Linked DNA regions of Mus musculus: regions 1 and 2 are each linked to region 3. Evidence: chromatin contacts called from public HiChIP or PLAC-seq data. All regions are on one chromosome and are shown on one strand. Each heading gives the region's core, a stretch centred on a gene start, on an enhancer-like site or on the middle of the called end of the contact. The rest is flanking DNA. Distances are from core to core; before and after follow the strand shown. Region 1 has its middle 510 kb from the start of 1700012I11Rik. Region 2 has its middle 470 kb from the start of 1700012I11Rik. Region 3 holds the start of St3gal1 (ST3 beta-galactoside alpha-2,3-sialyltransferase 1).

What was found. HiChIP or PLAC-seq counts read pairs in DNA pulled down with a chosen protein or histone mark.
Region 1: an H3K27ac HiChIP or PLAC-seq map of bone marrow-derived dendritic cells shows a contact between it and region 3, with 15 times the contacts expected there. The contact joins the enhancer-like site here to the promoter of St3gal1 in region 3. A contact is called at or near these places in 2 of 39 promoter capture datasets (embryonic stem cells and hippocampal neurons), 1 of 15 datasets of contacts at CTCF or cohesin (large pre-B cells), 2 of 484 Hi-C or Micro-C datasets (bone marrow-derived DN3 thymocytes and nephron progenitors), 18 of 115 datasets of contacts at active chromatin or transcription factors (VIP interneurons, astrocytes, bone marrow-derived dendritic cells and 14 more) and 2 of 9 other capture datasets (adipose tissue and macrophages).
Region 2: a contact with region 3 is called in an H3K4me3 HiChIP or PLAC-seq map of bone marrow-derived macrophages, with 6 times the contacts expected there. The contact joins the enhancer-like site here to the promoter of St3gal1 in region 3. A contact is called at or near these places in 3 of 15 datasets of contacts at CTCF or cohesin (the NIH/3T3 cell line, large pre-B cells and pro-B cells), 2 of 484 Hi-C or Micro-C datasets (the BV-2 cell line and bone marrow-derived macrophages), 18 of 115 datasets of contacts at active chromatin or transcription factors (T-cell acute lymphoblastic leukemia, VIP interneurons, acute myeloid leukemia and 13 more) and 1 of 9 other capture datasets (macrophages).

What each region holds. Positions count from the first base shown.
Region 1 is chr15:67,732,167-67,734,866 of GRCm38.p6, forward strand. No RefSeq gene overlaps it. Among named protein-coding and RNA genes, the nearest start is that of 1700012I11Rik, 510 kb to the left of the region's middle. Within about 2 kb of position 1,330, at least 30 of the 459 cell types and tissues checked have an H3K27ac peak or open chromatin away from gene starts, as enhancers often do. A contact at or near this core is called in bone marrow-derived dendritic cells and bone marrow-derived macrophages, where this site is marked.
Region 2 is chr15:67,690,845-67,693,544 of GRCm38.p6, forward strand. No RefSeq gene overlaps it. Among named protein-coding and RNA genes, the nearest start is that of 1700012I11Rik, 470 kb to the left of the region's middle. Within about 2 kb of position 1,332, at least 2 of the 459 cell types and tissues checked have an H3K27ac peak or open chromatin away from gene starts, as enhancers often do. A contact at or near this core is called in bone marrow-derived macrophages and macrophages, where this site is marked.
Region 3 is chr15:67,175,527-67,178,226 of GRCm38.p6, forward strand. St3gal1 (ST3 beta-galactoside alpha-2,3-sialyltransferase 1) reads right to left here and starts at 1,356. Exons shown (of 9, transcript NM_009177.4): 1 at 1,106-1,356.

The sequences.
Region 1 (2,700 bases), core at 80-2,579, 560 kb after region 3:
GCATTGGGAATGCTGTTCTGAATGTCAGCATGGTACATTGAGACTGATATGCCTGAGGCCACATGGTGACACTGAGATTGTCATCCTTCTGATGTCTTTCACCTATTTTTGTGTTACTCTTTAGAAACAGGCATTTGGGATGAAATACTGTCCGTGACTGCATCAGGTCATCTGCTTACAGAAGAAGGAGTTGGGCTCTGCTGTCGTTAAATTCTCTTTTCTTTGACTCACCTCCAAAAGATGAGCCAAAACACCATATCCCCATTTCTTACTTTTGTCCCTATCAAAGGCTTCTACCCCCATTTTTCTATGACACTTAACTCGTTATTGATTAGATAGCTTTCTGCTGACATGTATTGAGACGAGTATTTTTTTTCTTGAACCACTTGCTGCTTTTTTACACTGGCAGACAGTAAGTTTCTCTGCTCTTTAGTTTATGATCTCTGCAGAAACAACGGCCTCTTCATTCTCATAGAGGAATGGAATCCAGGAATGGAAAAAGAAGCATATTAAGAGAAGATAGCCCTGTGAGTCCTAAAATGTCATTGGGACTAGGCCTTAGTCTTTATTTTTTATAGCTAATAGTATGCACCCATCAATAAACACTGATGCCAATAGATCATTGCAAAGTAAAACATCTACAGTTGCTCCAATAATTTTCTCTAAGCACAATATTTGGAAGGAATTGGCCTTTTCTGTGCCAAGACTGAACTTACTTAAAGAGTTATGAGCAAGATGGCTCCAGTCTATATGAAAGCTGAAATATCTGTATATCAATCTAAATATTGTATATGGGCATTTATTACCTACTCCATAATATTACTAGCTACTTAAATTATCTCATAATATATTTGTGGTGATTTGAATATATGTTCCCCACAAAGCCCTTGCATTGAATATCTGGTCCCAGTTTCTGACTGTTGAGGAGTAGAATCTTGTTAGAGGAAGTGTGCCAGGCTTTGAGGTTTTGAAAGACTGGAGTCATTTCAAGTTATTGCTCTCAGCTTCCTGTTTTGTAGGTCAAGCTTCTGTCCTAGTTGTCTGCTTCCTGTTAACTCCACTCTTGCCACCGTGGACCTAAGCCCCCTGCAACCACAAGCCCAAAGTAAACCTTTCATTCTATAAATTGCCTGGGTCATGCTGTTATATCACAATAGAAAAGTAACTGAGACAATATTCTGTTGAAACTGGTATTGAAAAGTTTCTAGACACAAATATGGACTTCTGCTTTTTTTTCTCTACATTTTCCCTCCCATGTGGATAGGGGTGAAAAGGAAGGATTCATTAAACCCTGATTGGATAATTACATAGCAACTGTGGGCAGATTACTCCTCCCACTTAACAAATGACCTAAATGATGTTCAGCATAGTGAAGGTACTTGGTCATGGTGGCAGTACTGGAATCAAACCCTGGTATCTGCAATGAAATATCTTTTTTTTTTTTTTTTGTTATGTCCATTGACTTGTATGAGCTGTCATCTTGGAAAACTAAGTTTTGGTTTTGGTTTTTACCTCTCAATCTTACTCTTCTTCTCCAATACCATGGAACTCTTCAACCGGTGCTCAAGTCATCCCACCACCCTGCAATGAATGATGTCAAAGTCAAATACAGGGAGCATAGCCTTCAGCCAAGAGATGTCATAACACATGGCTTTGTGTGGGGAGCAGGTGTGGCGGCAGTCCCAAAGGCGCCAGGGACTGCAGCTAAGTCATATGACTTGCACCTGACTTCCTCATATAAGACACAAACATCTTGAGAGCTGCGCAGGTGTACCAGGATACAGGTGAATCCATTTTGATGGAGATATGCCCCTGCTGCCCTGATTAGCTGAAGCTGTGTGCCTGGTGAAGTGGCGTGGCCTGCTGTGCGTGGATGGGAACTGAGAGTATAAAAGAGTGAGAGGCCCAGGGTTCGGGGGAGATATAAAAACAAGGGAGATATAAAAACAAGGGAGATATAAAAACAAGGGAGATATAAACAAGGGAGAGATATAAACAAGGGAGATATAAACAAGGGAGATATATGGAGAAAGAAGAAACAGGACTGAATAAATGTGTGCAGAAGGATCCTGTAGCAGCGTTGTTCTTCCTGGCCTGTTGAGCGCGCGCAAGAAGTGGTGCCGAAACCCGGGAAAAGAAACATCTTCAGGCATGAGCGAAGACCCCCTGCTACAGGGAGGATTCAGAACTGCATCACTGGGAAGGAGCGGTTAATAAAGTGTTCCCGTAAAACAGACTGTTGAGAAGGATCCGGCGTGGATTCAGAACTCTTCAGCTGGGGAACGGTACTGATGAAGAGAAAGAAGAAAGATGAAGACTGAATAAACTGCTGTTAGAAGGACTGGTGGTCACGTCGTTCTTGCTGGTCGAGAGAGGGCGCGACAATTGGTGGCCCGTACGGGGAACCGACTCCCCCGCCGAGTTCAGAACTTTCAGCAGTCAGTGGTTGCTGGCAGGGTAAGTTCATGGTGAGTGAAACTTGCGACCCCAGGAGTTTGGGAAGGACCTCCAATAAAATAGAGGTGAGCATAAAGTTGCCAGGAAGTAGGCACAAAGTAACCCAGGAGTTTGGGAAGGACCTCGGATAAAATAGAGGTGAGCATAAAGTTGCCAGGAAGTAGGCACAAAGTAACCCAGGAGTTTGGGAAGGACCTCGGATAAAATAGAGGGGAATATAAAGTTGCCAGGAAGCAGGCACAA
Region 2 (2,700 bases), core at 82-2,581, 520 kb after region 3:
TAAGATTGAACACTGACATTTCCTAGAAAAAGAAGTCTACCTCAAAGAACACACGGAGTTCCTAGCCTCCTCATTTTCCCTACAGACATAACTCCAGCTTATACACATAGGCCATCTAGGCACTTTTTCATGCACCTTCAGACAGTGAGTTCCCACTATAGGGGTCTGAGGACCCTTATCTTTCACTGTTTACACTCTTCTGTATTGAAACACAGTGTTGCTTCAATACTTGTACCAACAATAAATAGGCTTGGAATAGGACACATCCAGCTGGTCCTCCTTGCTCTGACTCTTCCCTCTGATCTTATCTCCCTGACCTTTCTTCTTCATCTAGGATGAGGATGCTGTAATCAACTTTGGGCATTTTCAGGAATACTTGAAAGTAAATGATTATGATTTTCCTTTCTTCTTATTCGACTATCCTTCCCATTTCTTTCATAAATGAGGACTGCACACATGTGTTGGTAAAGCATATTGGAGTCCCTCTAGAACAGGTGAAAATCAGTCAGGCTAGAGTCCATAGACAACCATTCACAAAACAGATAAAGGTACTATTTAGGTAGATAATGTTTGTGGACTTTGAGAAAGTATAAGTGGGAAATTTGGGGACATGACTGCTGATGGAGTTTGGCTTTTAGGTTCGGTGAGAAATGAAGAGGAAAAGAAGCATTTGAGTTGAGGGTAGTGTAATGGTTACAAAGGTAGTATAACCAAGATTTTTTCCAATGTTGCAATGAGGTATATTTAGAGAAATTTAAAAGGAGAGTGACTTTTAATTGGCTATTTCAAAGTGGACAGTCAAATTTAGAACAAGAGTGTAAGAGGTCAGTGATGACACCTCTAACATATAGAGAACACCCACAGTACTTGATGGAGCCATCCCTTTCATTAAAAGTATGCCCAGTGATGATAGTATTCTGACTCTCACAGGATGGAGAGCTTTCTGCTGATTTACTCCACCTGCCTAACATAGTCATTACTTTTAGGAAGAGATGTATGCTCATCGTCATCTGCAAGGACATCCATTTGTCAGTGTCCTTCTGAAACAGTTCCAAGGACTGAAAGAACCTTGAGTCTGATCATAGTTCAAATAGTTAAACAATAGGTAATGGACTTTTCAATGACAATAGGACTTTAAAAACCCTATTAGACTGTGGATTTGTGCTAACCATGCAGGTGATCAGCACTGGCATACTCTACATAAATATCTAAGTGTAGAACTAGAGAGATGGCTCAGTCAGTAATATGCCTTTCTGTTGCTCAAGCACGAGGCCTGGTATTTATGTTCTGAGCATCCAGTGAAAATTAAGGATGCAGAAGTGTGAATCTGGGGCAAGGGACAGAGACAGGAGTTTCCCTAGAGCTCATTTGGTCATCTTGGCCTAGCCAAATGGAGAGTTATAGATTCAGCAATCCAATCCTGTCTCAAAAATACTGTAGAAAACAATTGAGAAAGACATTTGACATTGACCTCTAAGGTTTCCACATGTAAACATGTATATTAACACCCACATACATACACATAAATTACTAGGGTACCAACCTGATCTCTTTATTCACATAATTCTTTACCTCTTTTTAAGGACTCTATATCTGCAAAAGATCTTCTAAATGAAAGGAAGATCCTAGAGAAATGCGTTTTCATGGAATCATTTCCAGAGCTTTGCACACAAAGTAAAACATGGAGTTCACATTTATTAAATGAATAACTGGTACACATTTGTTCAATGAATAACTGTTTTAGTTAGTCCTACAGGGAAGGTGCTTTATTTTTTTTAAAAAAAATGGAGAATTTAATAAAGTGAAGAGCATGAAAATGACTCATAGCATCATGCTATGACATATTCATCCCAGATTCTGTCACCCTAATCATATGATTGTGCGCCCAGAGTTGACTTCCTTAGTGCATGGATTTGTTAACAGAGCACATAACAACAAAGAATTCTCTGACATGATTTGAATAACTACAAATCATCACATTGACTGACTGAACATTACTTAACAGGATTTATTTGAACAAAAGAATCTATTAATCCTATGAAGTGTTCCCAGCCTTTTCTATTTCCCTTTTCACTACATTGAAGGACTCCTTATATATACTATGATATGGTTGATCATTCTCTCAGCACTAAATCCTAAAAGAGTAAGTCTCAGTTCAAACCTATTTAATTTTTTTATTATCTATTGTCTATTAGCACTAAAAATGCTAGGGAATATCTTTTCTCCAAGATCATTAATAAGAATAAGTGAACATGAAAAACATGGGAAAGATATTGGTAAATCTTTGAAAACTTGCAGGTAGTGTTGGTATAGGGAGTGGATACGCTGTGTGCTGAGGATGGTGCTTCTGTTATTGATTCCCTTTCACAAACTTAGCATCTGATTACTTATCACCTTGAGAATTGACAATGATGTGCCTTTTGAACACCCAGCCCTGCATGATACACTCTGTGTTTGTTTTCCAAGGCTCGTGCATGAACATAGGTAGATGCCACAGGATAATCTTGAATGCCATTTGAGGAAGGTGACACTTTGAGACAGGTTCTCTCTGTTGACTTGTTGGTCGCTGATTCAGCTACACTCAATGGCCAGTGAGCCCCAGGGATTCTCATTACAAATGTTCTCTAGATTGAACTCAGCTGTTCATGTTTGCAAGGCAAGAGCTTTATTGATTATACTGTCCCCCCACCTGTACTCTTG
Region 3 (2,700 bases), core at 106-2,605:
GAGACTTAATCCCCTTCTCGAGTTCAGCCGCGCTGCCTCCCGCAAGGTCACACTCAAACACCCACGCGTAGAAAAACGAGGGCTGAAAGTTGCTTGCGCAAAGGTCCGAATCCCGAGCTAATAGTACTCCAACCAAGTCGCTTTGTCCGGTGTCACCATTGCCCACCCCGTGCACATATCAAAGCAGCAGACCATGCCCTGCGCAGGTCACACTACAGAGATGCAGACTTTGCTAACTTTTGTCCCATTATTTCTTGGCAGCTGCGGCGCCTAACGGGTTTGGAGCAGATTCCAAGTTTAGACTTTCCACCGCCACGCTCACTTTGACCACCCTCATCTACCCACTTTCTGACACACCGCTTTTTGCTGTGCTGTCCTAAGCTCCAACTTCTCCCCGAGATCCGAAACGGGGCGGTATTAGAGGTGTCCCGGGGACCAACAGCCTCCTCCCGGGTCCGCGCCTGCCCACAGCTGATCGGGAGACTCCATCCGGACACTGTCCAGACCTCTGGTCTGGAAAACCAACGCTTTCCAAGCGTCCCCAGTGTCCCAGCCCGAGACCTCCGCTTCTCTAGAGAGTGGGGACAATCTGCGCCTGATGGAGTCTCCTACCCGCGGCCCGGGCGGGGATCCACTGCGGTGCTGGGCGCAATGTCACCACGGCCGCTCCGGGAGCCACTGCTACAACTGCCATAGGCTCTTCACTGAGCTCCGGCAGGCTCCTCCAGTAAGTGCCAAAGAGCCTGGAGCCCCAGAGCTGGAGTCTCCTCCCTGACCCGCAGGTAGAAGACCACCGTGGCGGAGACAGAGATCTCTCTCCTTGTGTCTCCCTCTTGGCGCCTAGGGTCTTTGGTCCCATTTCTACTGTTACACCTTTCTAGTCCCTTTCCCACCCCTTCTGTGCCCGGGTCGGGACGATCACCTCAGTACTCAGAGAACACAAGCAACATTTCTCCAGCCCCAACTCGCGAGGGGGCGCCGTCCCTGGGGCACCGGGACAGGGACCAGCTGGGTGCGTACTTACCAAAGCCAGAGACACTCCGGACTTTGGGGGCACTGAAGAGGTTCAGAGAGGTATCTAAGGAGATGTGTTCAGGATACTTACCCAGCCAGCTCAAACCTCACGCTCCTTCTCTGCCTCCTCCTCTCTCCTCCCTCCGGTTTAGGGCTCTTTGTCTTTGCAAAGTGTCGAAAGTGTCTGGCATAGTGGGCTCCGCCGGCAGAGGTTAGCGCCGGAGAAAAGGGAGGCGGGGTGAGGATGGGAGCCGCCTCTGGAACACCTTCCCCCGGGTGTAACGGGAGTGAGAGGCGGGGCGTCCGGGGAGGAGTCGCTTTCGCCCGCCCGGTCCCAGCCGTGACTCCGGCGCGCCCAGCACGGCTCTTCGGCTCTAGGTTCCTCCCCTTCCTCCGCCCAGCGCCCGCCCCTTGGCGCTCGGGCGCCCCCCTCCGCCCCTCCTGCCGGCCTCAGCTCGGCTTTCCTCTAGCTTGGGGCTTCCTGCAAGCTCAATATAGCTCAGCCAAGCCACGTGGACAGCAGCGGGCTGGGTGGAGGCCGGACCCGTCTGAGAGACGCCGGAGGAGGCAGCGCGGGAACAATATCACTGCCTCAAGAGAGGGATCTGCGGGAACAGCTGGCGAGGCTAGGGAAGAACTCCCGAGAGGCTCGAAGCCCGTGGGGTCAACCCGAGGGACGAGGCGTTGGGCGTGCACCGAGAGGATGTGGCTGGCGGTGCCCAGAAGAGCCCCATTCAGGGTCGCAGTGGAGAGAGAGGGCGATCAGGCAAAGCCACCGCTTTTTCTGAGGGCGTGGGACTCGAGGTGGGATTTAGGTAGGCTTGGGGAGGGGCACCGCGGGGTTAGGGATTGCGGTGTCTGTGCAGCCAGGACTGGGAGCCGCAGAGCAGGTCACTATAAGCATCCACATCCCCGCCCTTCCCGTCTACTCCGCCGAGGGCCTTTCCTTTGCGGATGGATAGACAGCTTCGCAGACCAGCGCTAAGCAAAGGCTGATAGTGGGAATCAGAGTTAGAAAGGTCCCCAAGGCAGCCTGGGGATGGGGATTTGGTTTAGGTTAGGGTAGAAGTTTTTCTGTTTTAATAGGGAAGTGAGGGTACGGAATTTAACGTGTGTGGGTCGTAGATCATAAATGGTGGATTTAAAAGGCATTTCTAAGATCTGGTTTGTCAGTGGGTATCCTCTCACTGGAACTATCTCATCTACAACTTTTCCGTGGAATGTTAAGAGGAAAGACGGTGTGCGCAGGAGTCTCTCCGTTTTCAGTTCTGGAGACTTCTGGGGACAAGCCTTTGCAGTGGGGGAGGCCAGAGCTGCCTGGCTGTTTACTCACTAGAATGAGGCTGTAATGTTGGGGCGAATTTGCGGCACTTCTCCATTACGGTGTGATCTTGGGCTCTTTGGGCCATATCCACTGTTTCCTAGGTTTGTGTTTCCACGTACTCCCTTGCAAAGGGCCCTGGTCCCAGCGTTCGTTTGCTTGGGTTGTTGTACTGAGCAAGTGGATACAGGGCTCTTGAAACTGCCCTTGGCATCTAAGAGCTCACTCAATCCAAGCCAGCTTGTGGAAGGAGGAAGGAGTGGGTTTCAACTCTGCTTCTGGACTGCCTAGATAGGGTTGGTACACTGTGTAAGTTCCGAGGAAGTAGAAGAGAAATTGTTAAAAGGGAAGAAGTGGAGGACAAA